2 separate regions of the Triticum aestivum genome follow, and region 2 is linked to region 1. The links are chromatin contacts, called in public Hi-C maps. All regions are on one chromosome and are shown on one strand. The core of a region is the stretch at or near the end of the contact, and the rest is flanking DNA. Distances in the headings are between cores, read along the strand shown.

Region 1 (7,340 bases), core at 3,055-5,554:
CTCAAGGCCAGTGGGTGACCTCCTCGATTCAAAAGGAGGACATTGCGAAGCTTAGGGAGGTCGGATACCTGATCACCGACATCCAGCACAGGCTTCCTGCTCCAGGGCAGGTCATCCCTACACCGGAGCCCAATGAATGCGTCGTGTTTGTCCCTCACTTCCTCCACGGCTTGGGCTTCACCCTCGATCCCTTCGTGAGGGGGCTCATGTTCTACTATGGGTTGGATTTTCATGATCTGGCTCCAGACGCTATCCTCCATATCTCGTCGTTCATTATCGTGTGCGAGGCTTTTCTCCACGTCACCCCACACTTCGGCTTATGGCTCAAGACCTTCAATGTGAAGCCAAAGATGATCGAGGGGCGACATGTGGAGTGCGGAGGTGCCGTAATAAGCAGGAACGCCGATGCCCCATGGCCAGAGGGTTCTTTCCCAGAAGTATACGATGTATGGCAACGAAGGTGGTTCTACGTCACGGCTCCCAGAGGTACAAAGTGGGTGGCTGCTCCCGAGTTCCGCTCGGGCCCTCCGTCACAACTAGCGTCTTGGACCGACGTAGGACAAAATTGAGGGCCCGCTGGTGACATACCAGTACTGCAGAATCGCATTCGGCAGCTCCTTGAGAGGGACATTAACCTCGTCAGCATAATACAAGTGATGTTAATCCGACGGATGTTGCCGTGCCAATGCCGGCCTCTCCGGATGTGGGAGTTCAATCCGGAGGGTTCGCGGACTGTCAAGCACTTCTTCGGCTTGAAGCTTGAAGGGATGTGCAAATTATTCTTCGGACAGAAAGTAGAGTGTCAGGACACCACCGAGGATGCGGGCCTAAGCTGGAATTGCCTAGATACCCAAGTAAGTAGCCTTGATACCGGACACCTGGTTTTGAATTTGTCATAATTGTTTATTCTGACAATCATCCGTGGCCAGGAATAGCTTAGCAAGGCGGAGAGAATCAGGTGTCTGGCACCACTTCCCGAAGGCTCGCCTGGTCCCACCATGGCCAAGATGCTTGACCGGGTACTCAGCAGAATGCCCTCAGGGAAGGACGAGGGGAAGAACGAAGAAACCGAACTCCACACGCTACGCATCCGAACCGGGGGAATTGTTACCTCCCCTAAGGAGGATAGTCGGGTAAGGGAGGCTAAGGCCTCCTCCCCGCGCGGGAAGAAGAGGGCTGCCTCCAAAGACTTGGAGGCGGGGATGCCCAAACCAGGGGAAAAGGCATCTTCAGGGGCCCCTGCCCCGATGAGCACCCTCACCGCGTCATGCCCACCAACGGGCCAGCCCTTCACCGAGCTGTAAGTCCATCTACAATTTGAAGGTACTGTGTCTCTCCTAGATCAATAACCAGGATTCGACTTTTTGCAGTCCGGCTAGCAGCTCTTCTCAACAAGGTTCGTCTTCAGGGGATCTTCCTCCGGAGATGATGGAGAGCGAGACCCCACCCGCCTCTCCGACTTATGAAGCGGGCCACACCGAGGTGTCGTCACGGAGGAGTCCGGATCTGCCGAAGCCGGAAGCCAATACGTCAGCCGCCCTGAGTCCGGAGCGTTTGGCTCACACGAGGGGCGATGGGAAGGGTCCGGCACAGTTCAATGTTCGGCCGGAAGTACTAACGGGCTTACTGGAGCGAGCTGCGCTCTCGGAGGAGCACCGCTCATAATGAGCGCGGTGCTCAAGAAGATTTCATCCGCTACAAGCGGTTTGAATGAAGCATTCACAAGCCTGCTCAGTGGCTTTGAGGTATGTAATGAAGAATACACTATTTATTTGGCTGTGAGGCACGCGCTAGGTGTGCTCCATATAGATAGTAGCCCTGAGACTCTGGTTGCCCGCCCTAGGCGGCAAACGGGGGATCATAAACCAATGATTGTGCTGTAAATATGTGTAGGTATCTGTGGGTCCTGCCGCCGGCCAGTCCGCTGAAGTTGCCGAACTAACGAGGCAAATTGGATCGATTGATGCCGATATCACGTTGGTGAATGAGCGGCTGGACAAATCACAAGGTATGTGTCTTGCCTTCCTTTGTATAGAAAAATATGAAGGTGGCATGATATTAATGTGATATGTTTGGACTGCAGATGGTGCTGCTGCCGTGGAGGCCCTGAGGGCGGAACTTGCTCAAGCCAAGGAACAAGCTCGGGTGAGCAATGCGGTTGCCCTAAAGGCGGCCGAGGAATTGAGGGCCGAACAGACTGCTCATCGCCGAAGCGAGGAAAAGATAGCCGAAATGGCTGTTGAGTTAAAAAATGCCGCTGACCGGTATGAGCTCCTTAAAAAGGAGCATGAGGATAACTCGGCCGACCTGAACAAGGCACTTAATGCCGCCAAGGAAATACGGACCGAGCTCAGGGGTGCGCGGGAGGAGCTTCAACAGGCCGGTAAAATCGTGGCTGGGGGCTCCTATTTGCTGTGGACGAAGTTTTTCGATCCGAAGTACGCTCCCCTGGATGGACGCTGGAGTCCTGCGGACGCATATGCGGATTTGGCGAAGAGTACGGCTGACGCTGCCGAGTTCTTCAAAGATCAAGGTGATAAGGAAGTGGAGAAGCTTTTCTGGTCACAATTCAATGCTCCCACTCGCCCGCTGCCGTTAAGTGACAAGATGGCTGCTATAGCGGAGCTTCACAGGCTGTCCGGGCTTGCAATGCGATCTGTAATAGACCATCTTTGGCCGAAGGGGTCTAAGCCGGACAGTTACTTTGGCTTGGTGCAACAATTCCTTGGGGCCATGCCTCAGATCGATGCCATGAGAAGGTCGGCGTGCGTAGAAGGTGCGCGGATGCCTCTTGCCCGCGTTAAAGCCTATTGGACGGATATGGAGGCCACCATTATAGTGACCCAGGATCCGACGGGAGGCCAATATCCGGCCAAGCACTACTTGGTGCAGGTCACCGAAGGTGCCCGCCTAATAAAGACGCAGTGCTCGAAGAATGTCTTGTTTGAATGATGAATTGAATCATTGTAAAAATAATGTTTATTTTGATTATGAGGCTATATTTATACTGTTTGCCTGAAAATATGATTGTGTCTCCTGTGCGGCCACTTATATATATATATATATATATATATATATATATATATATATATATACTAGCACACATGCCCGTGCGTTGCAACGGGAGATTTTTTCCTCCACATATACTCAACCCAATATGAGCGTGGCTAGTCAGTTCAAAATTATTCATTCATTTAATAAATTTAGCACGTTAATTCTTAGTTCCTTTGAATAATAATGCTCACCTTTGTTTTGTGATGCTTGGATTAGATGTTGAACTTCGTGTCAGTGCATGTGACACTTAGATTCTATATTTTATTTGCACATGCTTGTTAGTTAGGTATTAATATCAGTAATTTTGTGGATTAATTTATTTTAAAAATGTACCTATCAATATATTAGTATCGAAACATGCACCATTTGTTTTTATCTTTGATGAGAATACTACCAAAGGGAAAAAAGGAGACATTGAGTGCATAGTGATTATAATGGAGATTTTTTTTGCAGATGCTCAATTGTCCACACGTGCACATTATTAACATGCAGGCTTTACGATTGATTACCTTCAGTTAATATATATGGTCTGGTCTATTCCTATGATTGGGATGCCTTTATACTCAAGCACGCCCCAGCGCCAACAATCCAGCTCTAGCGCCCTCCTATTTTTCATTTGTGCCTTTCATTTGCCTTGTGCAGGGTACAACCCTCCTCTAGGTAAATCATACCTAAATCAATCAAAGCTAGCATTTTTCGAAAGACAAATAAATACCCCCCAAAAAAGAGCATGTGGATGTTGTGCATTGCTTGCAATGCCACCAACAAAATGCAAAGTGCTAGAGCACAGACACATGTTTATGCATGAGTGCGCGTCCCCGCTTAAATTATGCACCTGACAGGCGAGCCCATAATCCTCATTCAAAATCATCCATGTAGTGGCGTGGCGGGACATCCAGGCCAGCCTTCTTCCTCCCTTTGGCCTTTCTTAATATCAGCATCATGATTCGATTCTGCTCCCCTCCTCACATTTTTCTTCGTTATAATATTTACTCTATCACAACCTTCTTCCTCCCTTTAGAATTCAATTCTGCTTCCTTCCTACGACATCTTATTTCCTTTCTTATTGATTCATGAGACAACACCTTGATACTCAGAGAAAATAAAAGACGTATATAAGTTAATAGGATTGCATGTAAGCAACCGATATGGGACTAATACACGAATCAAGCTTTCTCTATTTTTGTAACATAACGTGAGGTAGCTCAGTTGGTCATGACCTTAGTCCTATGGTATGAGGTCTTGAGTTCGAATCAGCAAACTGGCTATTTTTTCCCTCCCCTGTTCTGCACTGGGCCGTTCTTTGTTGGGCCACATCGTGTTTTGAGTTCGAATTAGCAAACTGGCTATTTTTTCCCTCCCATGTTTTGCATTGGGCCGTTTTTTGATGGGCCACATCGTACCTTCGTTGGCCCACATCGTAGGATGATCGTGGAAGACACGCTGAACGCTGGACGACCGCAGCACACACACGTAGTTTTAGTTTAGTACCACCTTGGATATACGTAGGCTTGAAACTGAAAGCGTAAATTTACGGGAAGAAGCGTATTATGACGGTGAACCCGACAAAGTCAATCCGTGCTTTATTATTATTAGGGAAAGATATATATATATATATATATATATATATATATATATATATATATATATATATATATGACAATTTTTTCCTACTACCGGGTGTAGTTACTCCCACTTTTGTTTCATATGTTCTAGGTAGTATTTATCATAGGAGAGTATGTACGCGTAGTATGTAATATGTAAGAATGTTTAGGTAGTATATATACTATTTTTTAGGTAGTATGTAGTATATTTTGAGCATACTCCTTTATATGTATAAATATGTACGTATTTCACAAATATTAAAAAACATGGGCTCACATGCAATTTTTTCACATAACTCGCTTTGGAGTATCTTAGATATAGTATGTGAACATATTAAAAATAATAAAGTAGAGTATATACTACCACATGGTAGTATATGAGAAATGGGTGTAACTACACCCGGTATTAGGATGCATTTTCCCTATATATATATATATATATATATATATATATATATATATATATATATATATATATATATATATATATATATATATATATAAATTGTAATCCGAAAGTTAGCAATCGTTGGCTTAAGCCCGCACGCATACAATGCGGGGGTGTTCGCGAAAAATATGCGTAATCACACTTGATCCAACGTCTTGGTCCATTAAGGAGGTGATCGCACGTCGAACTAGGCAACCAGACTATATAGCTGTAACACTTTCGCTTAGCCATGGGAGTCTAACGTTGGGGCTACTATGTAGCCCTTGGTACATTCGCGTACATCTGAATACGGGCGCATATGTACATGAGCGGGAAATGGCCCTTCGTTAATGCGGAGGAATCCTAAAGATTCCGGTGAGTCTTCGAGTGGTTGAACAGTCTCTCGCTGCATCACGACAGTTAGTTTTCGGCTTTCTCTACTGAGGTGCTCATCCGGAATAACCAGGGCACAATCGCAGTAGTTCTCCTTTGGCCACCTTAGCCGATAATAACGGAACGTAAGGCAGCAAACCCAGGAGCCGGGCAAACCCAACATTTGACCAAAGACATGATTCGAAGCTGATGCATATAAGGCTAAACTCGTGACGCCGAACACTCCCGAAGGTATTCGGACTTTATAACAGATGATGGGCTCAAGAATGCCCATTCATTATAAACCCTATTTTTCCAGCTACGTGCGGTAATCTGTCGTGGCGAAATGCCAAAAACGGCAGTATCCTTTGTGGGTATGGAACCCATGGGATGGTTAAACAACAAGAGGCAATAGAAAAGGTTTACACAGGGGCTTAATCTAAAAAGAAACATGTTGAACGGGGCCCTGCTGCACGTCTGCGCCTTTGTCTCCGTTGTGCCGTATCCTGGAAGGGTATCGCGCGAACGTTGTGTGTGGAAAAAGAAAACTCATAGGAGAGTACAACGTAAGTATGCGATGGATAACAAAAGTGTAAGATGTTGGCCTGTCAATAAGGTTGACCCAAGTGTGGGGTTTTATTAAGTATTTATAGCCCCTGGTATCCGCTGTGGGATTACAGATACGTTGCCCTGGTTCGATCTGGGCTACCGGACTCGTCTAACCGTGTCTGTGGTCTTAACGACCAGTCATGTTTTTTTTTGATATCGGAGGTCGCTTATAGTCCGGCCGCTAGGGCCATCGCGTGTTCCTCTGCGCCTGAAGAGCGCTCTGTTATTCCGCTAACAGTGATGACACCACGTGGACCGGGCATCTTGATTGTAAGGTAGCCATAGTGCGGCAATACGTTGAAGCGGGTGAAGGCCGTTCTTCCAAGCAATGCGTGATAGTTGCTTTGGAAGGGTGCGATGATGAAGAGTAGTTCTTCGCTTCTGGAGTTGCCTGGAGAGCCGAATGTTACCTCCAGTATGACAGAGCCCCTACTGTAGGCTTCAACGCCTGGTATCACCCCTTCAAAGGTGGTGTTGCTTTTACTAATTCTGGATGGGTCTATCCCCATCCTGCGGACAGTGTCCTCATGTATTAGATTGAGACTGCTGCCGCTGTCCATGAGGACGTGGGTGAGATGGTATCCGTCGATTATTGGGTCGAGCACCAAGGTCTCTGATCCTTCGCGCCGAATACTAGTTCGGCCGTCCGAGCGGTCGAAGGTGATCGGATAAGACATCCAGTAGTTAGGTGTAGGTGCGATGGGCTCTACATCGCATGCATCTCTGTGCACGCGTTTGTGCCTTCTCAAGGATGTGCGAGTCGCGTGGATGATGTTCACTGTTTTAACCTCTGGTGGGAATTTTTTTGTCCCCCAGTGTTCGGCTGGCGAGGTTCATCCTCGTCTTCACTTGGTGTTTCCCTTCCCTTGTGTTCGGCATTTAGTTTGCCGGCCTTCTTGAAGACCCAGCACTCCCTGTGCGTGTGGTTTGCAGGTTTGTCAGGGGTGCCATGAATTCGGCATAGTCTGTCCAAGACTCTGTTTAGACCGGACAGTCCCTCTTTACTGCCTTTAGATGGCTTATTTTGCTGATTAGGCCGAGAGCCCCTGAGTCCGGCATTAACCGTTGTGTTATCCGGGCTCTCTTCCTTGTTCTGGCGTTTGTTTTTATTACGCCGTGGCTTCCCATTGCCATCTCTTATTTCGGATGTGCTAGGGTCGCTGGTGCCTTTACGGGCTAGCCAACTATCTTCACCCGCGCAAAAGCGAGTCATAAGGCTTGTTAGGGCTGCCATTGTCCTTGGCTTTTCTTGGTCGAGGTGTCTGGCGAGCCAC
Region 2 (6,912 bases), core at 2,111-4,610, 410 kb after region 1:
ACAAACCTGTATCTTTACTTAGTTGCTCCCCAAAGGCGATAACAGGTAGTGCAGATGCAAAGAAGATGTACAGAGTAGGTGCCAATATCCTGACAGTACGTAGGTTGCATTCAACACAGTCAACACAACTGGAAATTTTTGGTAAGAGTCGTAGATTTAAATAAGCGTTGACTTGTTAGGTGCAGCAAACCTGAACCCAGAACTGAACCCATTGTGCCAATCTTGTTTGTAGCAAGATGCTCTTCCTCTAAAATCCTCAATCACTCCCTTAAATAGGGTTTTCTTAGGTTCCATCGCCTGAAAGGGGGACTAAAACATAATCAGATTTCGTGCGCGCAAAGGCATGGTGTACAGAGGATGAGTCATATATTCCCTGTCTTAATTTTAATAAGACCTCCACAGATTTCTAATTCAAGATATAATGTTTACCAACAAGGAAAAGGTGTGGCTATACCAACAACTATTTCCACAATACTTAGGTTTGGCGGAAAAAAAGGTGGCACCTCTGGAGTCATATTTGAAACTACTTGTTCATGATCACAGTTTTGTGATTATGAACAACATCATATAAAAATGAATTAAGACTAGAAGTTCTATTTTGGACGCCACATCAAGTAAAACACATCTCATAAAAATCAACTGAAGATGTCATGTTCTTCCCACACAAACAAAGCCAAGAGAATTTGCAAAGAAAACTGTGCATGAAGACAATGGACAGAGTTGCATTACCCCATAAAATGTTGCTTCATAACTTGAGATTTCGTCTGTGAAAGAATACGATAGCTAGCACGTGAAGTATCAGCCAAAGGAAATAGCAAGGTTGGCCCAATTTGGCTTGCCTCTGTTTATTATGCTATATTTAGCATGCTGGATGGGCCAAATTTTGACTGGTCATTAACCATTGAATGATGGCCTTTGGTATGCCCAGTATCCTTCATTTAACATGATGCTATATTTAGTTTAGTATTAGTGCCGAACACGGTAAGAGCACATTTTTTTGTATGACTATCTTGACAGCTGAGATAGCCAAAAAGGGAGGGTTTTCAACTTTCAGGCAAACCAAAAAAGAAAAAGGGTAATTAAAGCAGACCATTTGGACCAGCTGAATTAGGCAAACGCAAGCATCCTATCGACCGGCAGACATTTGAAACTAGCCCCAAAGGCTGGGGCCAAATATGATGTGATAATAGGCCATAGCAAAGGGAAGCAAACGCCATACATGGATGAATATGATAGCACAAGCTTATGCGGTGGCCATGCTCTGCTTAACGAAATCAATCAAGCTGCCAGATCTCCTCTGCACACAAGCTTCACACACCGCAATCGTGAAGAGAAGTTGAAGCAAGCTCCAAATTCACATAAATAAAAAGCGGGTACAAATCATGCATGTTTGGGGCCATGTTAATAACAACCCAAAGTAGTGAGATGGCGCTACAATTTTGCAGGGGATTGCATATTTGCATCCATGCGCCAAAGCTGCAAGTAATTAGAACGCTTCAAACAGAAGTGCCAGAAGATGGCCAAAGAAATGCTACAGAGATAGAGAAAAATTCACCCTACGTGCTCATTGCTGCTGCTGCAGATGAAAAAATTGCCGAAGAATCGCATTCTTCCAAACAAACAAAAAATAGTAACACGTACAGCATCAATTTAAGAGCTACATTTCCTTCAAGCGCATAGAATTACCCCGAGTTTAATCAACAAGAGCAACAGACAAAAAATGGAGGCGTCAATTCGACACGTCCGCATGCAGCGAAGGAGCTGCACCCAGCAAACAACCCAAGCAACCCGTGGAGGAAGTTTGGAGGTGAGGGGATTGAGGCATTGGAACGGAGCGGAGCCTTACCAGCAGCGGCGTACCAGGTCGAGGCGGGGTGGGGGAGGCGAGGCGAAGCGTGGCGCCGGAGATGCGCCGTAGTGCAACGGCAATGCCGCCTCCACCGGCGACGCAGGGTGCGAAACCCGGCGTCGGCAGGCGGAGGAGGCGAGCTGGGGCAGGGGCCGGGCGGGGTTGCAGCCTTCTTTCCTTCCCACCCATTTCCTCTGCAATGGCCGCCTATTTGTAGACCCCGGCGACCCCATGGAACCATCGGGGGAGAGAAGATCAGTGTGCGCACGCCTGCCCCCCGATTTCCCTCTCTGTCACGTGGCCCCGATGAAAATAGTAAACGTGGTGCCAGGACTGCGTGGGGCCGAGGTGTCACCGGCGCACGGCTTGCGGGTTTGAATCGAGGAGCATCGCGGCTGTCCGTTCGAGCCGATGGTAGGATCTGCGTGGGGCCAGTGCTCGCCGCGCGTGTCAGGCAGCAGGACAGCTGTCCCCGATCTGGTCCACATCGTCCTCTCGCCTGCTCTGAGCCCGATCGAGCACGTTCGCTCCAAGCACCGGCTGAGCAACTCGCACGCGGGGGCTAGCCTGGGTGACCCGATGATGCCGTGGCGACGTTTCCGCCGTTTGGTTCGGCCTCGGCCAACCCGATCGAAACTTATGCACGTTTCCCTTCCAAACTTGGACGAGACGTACGCGAGGGATGCACCCACCAGCTGGCCTGTCGAGACATGGCAGTCAGGGAAACGGGGCGATTGGGCAGGCTCTGCTGCCACTACGAGCGTACGGGGTGCTGCCTTCTCGCAGCCATGTCATATTCAGTGTGACCTGTACAATGGGAGCATGGTTTTATCAAGAACTGCACGCGTGCTTCGTGTGGAATGAGGTGCAACTATATACAGTACATACATGCATGCTAACATCGATCCGTAACCCGTTGTGTAACCTCATACCATTAGCCTGAGAATGATTTCAGTACCGTAACAATAGCAATCACATCCCGACTGAAACAAACAGAAGTATCCACGCTGCTTGATTCAGTATAATATCAAGTTGGCACCAAAAAAAAAATCAAGTTGGCACCACAAGTTGGTTCAGGATTTAGCTACCAGTAAACATCACGTGTATGGAGCCACATGGACACAAATCTGACTACATCGCCTTGGGGAAAACCTCACAACCAACAACACTGTTCGTGCCATAATATATTCATTCCCACACAAATTCATGCAAGTCTACATACAAATCGGCAAAAGGAAGGCATGCATCCAGGTGAACAAGGCATGTTAGGAAATGGAAAAGATTAACCTGCCATGGCAATCATTTAAAACGGAACCGCCCCACAATACTTGCATGTCTGGAAGGTTGGCCACGCTGATACCAACAAGTAAAAACAATATTAGAAATCATTCAAAACATAACAAAAATGACATCGCTTCATATAGCTCAAGTAAGCTACCAAGATAATGTTGTGGTCCTTCATAGAGAAAATGCAGAAGCTTTGCGACTTGATGCATTGATAGAAGCACGCACAACCCTCCGAGTAAGTGCCCCCATGAACATGACCACAAAAAGAAATACACCCATTGTGCTGTCAAAAAGTGAAGAAAATTCATGAGGCCGGAACGAAAAGACGCAAATCAGAACACAAACTCGAAGCACTCACATCCTTGTTGTTTGTGAACTGGATAGGTCAAGGTCGGCCACAGCTTTACTGGTCAAGGCCCACTGCCTAACCGAACCCTAGCTCGGAGGAGTAAAATGTGTGCTAGAGCGTCCCGGAAGGGTGAGACGGAGTAGGGGCCTTTGTTGCTATATCCTGTAAAAACAAGGGGTGACTACAAGCATGGTGGCAAGTGGCAACAGAAGGAGATTGTGAGGGCTGGCACAGAAAAGTCCTAGATCATTGAGTTCTCGTTGGTTTAAATTTTTATGCAGCACATGTGGGTGGAGATTGTTAGGGAGGAAGGTGGAGCAAGGAAGGTTTGAGATTTCAGGCTCAATAAATCTTGATATCGCTTGTACATTTTTAATGGAGTGGTCCATGACATGGTTTCCAACATTCCATGTTTCCACTGAATGTGGTTTCGATGTGATAATCATAAGAGGAAAAACAACAACATCATAGAACCTATTTTAAGTACTCAGAGGACCATAATACCAGAGTGCAACATTTGGCTACCGTACAACATTTACATCTACTTAGAGCAATAAAATATGACCTTGAGACAAAGGAACAATTCATCTGAACGTAATAAGCAAATAATTGTACCTGCCACTTTTCTCTCTTCTATAAAGAGCTCCATGTAGAGTAACCCCAACACCTGATGCTATATGCACTCTACCTATTGTAGATAGAGAACAAAACACATAGCAACCCCAGCACCTCGCTAATCAAATTTCATCTGAACCAGATAACAAGAATCCTGCCAGCACAAATGATTTAGGATACTCCTTTTGAAATTGCAATAGCATGCTGATAGGAAAATTATTTAAAATACCAATACCTTCAAACAAGATAATAAAGATGAAAAATATATTGATTTCAAAACTTCATGGTCATCTGAGTCCTGTTAAGAGTCATGTGTCTGCTACACAAATTACCGAAAAGACCCAGACACCCAGCAAGATTACACTCACAAAAGACAGGTGCAGTAAAAGCACGTGTTTGAGTTACATTCGAATCCCACCTGTGCAGCATGTTGCTGATAACAAAGCTTGCAGAAAACAGGAAGCTAAAGTAGTGCGGATATAATAGAAACAGGATTCGTAGATTAAAAAGTGAAGCCAATATGTTGTATCACAACAAGGTTCCAACTGGCCTAGACCAAATGTACATACTGGTATGCCCGCACATGCATTAAGCTGCTTATGCTTTTGTCATTGCTTCGCAGAAAAAGGGCTAGCAGGACCTTATTGCCTTGGGAGCCCTTTGGTATTTATTTATATTTGTGACTACCCCTCTTTAAATTAGCAAGGTGGTACATATCTCGACTTACGTCCCCATGCTACTGACCAGCCACACTTAGGCATAATTTCAACCAGGCAAGGCTAAGGTGTCACAGTTGTGGAAAATAGAATAGACGACAGGGGAAATTCAGCATCCTAGTAACTAAAATATTTGTAGCATAGATATGTATGACAGAACTTGTATAAAATTCAAAGAAATGATGATACCAATGTCCAAGAGAATTATGATATCAGCTATAAATATTTCTTGCTAGATCTTACTACTACTTTACAACACCAGATACAAAAGTAACACCATTTATGTAAATCAATGTAATTTCACTTCAGTACCCACTACAAAAATCTTTCTATGTTGTCAACTAAGTCTGGCAATCTTTCCAGAACTCACCAGTTAGACTTCATCTGTCGAGTGGCAGTGTGGAATATGTTAACATGAACAGGCATGTGGCCATCTTCGTACCATGTACAGAGTGTTATAAAAGCCAGACACAACATGTGTCAGTATCTTTAGTAATGTCGACTCTTCATTCATGTCTGTTGGAAGGAGGGAAATAATTAAAAGAAGAAATAAGTTCCTGAAATGTGAGATGTATAACTCAAAGAAAACCTGAGTAAAAGAAACTGAGGGAGTGCTACTTTGTGCAAAGTTTGGATAAAAAGACCAACTCGAATTGCATAGTGTGCAGTGTGCTAGAGGAGGCGTTGTTCATAATAGTTTGGGAGGTATACCAAACACTACAGGATATTTCAGCTGCCAAAATATATATTAAAAAATTGGCACAATTGTCAGACTAAGCGCTTTACATCATAAAGTATTGGTTCCAAGTAGCAACAGGTAACCTACAGTTAATATACTAAATGTATCGATGAAAATCACTAGAGGTGTGTCTTACTTGAGAATCGGGGTGCAAATGTCTACCCTTTTGGTATTCTCTGTGGTAGGAACCGGATCCCTACCAGGGCGTGGTCGCCGGCGCTGGGGCGCCGTCGTTGCGTGCGCGCGCGGGAGAGAGAGAGAGAGAGCGCATCGGCGGCTAGGGTTAGGTCTCCCAGCTCCCTAAGGAAGTCGAGCAAATATGATTGCTTCTTGCTTAATCCCAAAACGGGTCCTTACACGAGTTTATATAATCCTCCTAATAAGATAATTGGGCTAAGCCCCTAATAACGATAAGATAAACTGGGCCACAACTAACTGGGCTAAGCCCCTAATATGCTGGTCATAACATCTCTCCCCGCCTGCACAAACAGCTCGTCCTCGAGCTGGAAGGCGGGGCAGATCAACGGTCGCCAAACACCTCCGCGTCAACTGGGGCGGGCTGGTCGCCGAGCCCGGCGACGGCGGGGTCCACCTCAATGTAGTCTGCAACCTCCAGGTAGAAGAGTCGTGGGCAGACGTGGCCCAATACGTAGGGCTCGTCGCAGTTGAAGCACAACCCTTGGCGGCGACGCTTGAGTTGCTCGGCCGGGGTGAACCGGCGGAACGGGCATGCCGCAGCCGCGGCGAGGGGCGCCGCGGAAGCCTGGGCAGGCCGACCCTGCGCGGGAACTTCCGGCCAGGGTGGCGGCCCAGCGGCCCAGGGCGGTGTCGCCTGCTGGATGGCCACCGCGCGACGCTCGAACGCGCGGGCGTAGTACATGGCCATCTGGAGGTCCTGTGGCCCGCGCATCTCCACGTCCACGCGAATGTGGTCCGGTAGGCCGCCGACGAAGAGCTCAGCCCGCTGACGAGCCGAAACGCCGGGGTCGTGGCACGCCAGTGCCTGGAAGCGGTCGGCGAAGTCTTGCACCGAGGTGAGGAACGGAAGACGCCCAAGCTCCGCCAGACGGCTCCCGCGTATAGGCGGACCAAAGCGCAAGAGGCACAATTTGCGGAAGCGCTCCCATGGTGGCATGCCGCCCTCGTCCTGTTTGAGGGCGCAGTACCACGTCTACGTGGCTCCTCGGAGATGATACGAGGCGATCCAGGTGCGGTCGGACGCGAGCGTGCGCTGTCCCCTGAAAAATTGGTCGCATTGGTTGACCCAATTCAGGGGGTCGACGGTGCCGTCGTGCGTCGCAAACTCCAGCTTGGAGAATCTTGGCAGCGTCTGGACCTGGACGACGGGCAGGTGCGC

Evidence for each region. A called contact is a pair of places that touch in the nucleus more often than the background predicts.
Region 2: a Hi-C map of leaf shows a contact between it and region 1, with 4 times the contacts expected there. The contact joins the promoter of LOC123114713 here to the enhancer-like site in region 1. A contact is called at or near these places in 2 of 5 Hi-C or Micro-C datasets (both in leaf).

The regions. Positions count from the first base shown.
Region 1 is chr1B:181,497,802-181,505,141 of IWGSC CS RefSeq v2.1, forward strand. No RefSeq gene overlaps it. Among protein-coding and RNA genes, the nearest start is that of LOC123114695, 16 kb to the left of the region's middle. Within about 2 kb of position 4,305, at least 2 of the 8 cell types and tissues checked have an H3K27ac peak or open chromatin away from gene starts, as enhancers often do. A contact at or near this core is called in leaf, where this site is marked.
Region 2 is chr1B:181,911,065-181,917,976 of IWGSC CS RefSeq v2.1, forward strand. LOC123114713 (boron transporter 4) reads right to left here and starts at 3,361. Exons shown (of 16, transcript XM_044536158.1): 1 at 3,288-3,361; 2 at 3,137-3,202; 3 at 1,847-2,656; 4 at 191-309; 5 at 7-89. The coding sequence starts at 2,038. LOC123114750 (pentatricopeptide repeat-containing protein At1g09900) reads right to left here. Exons shown (of 2, transcript XM_044536177.1): 2 at 5,009-5,332.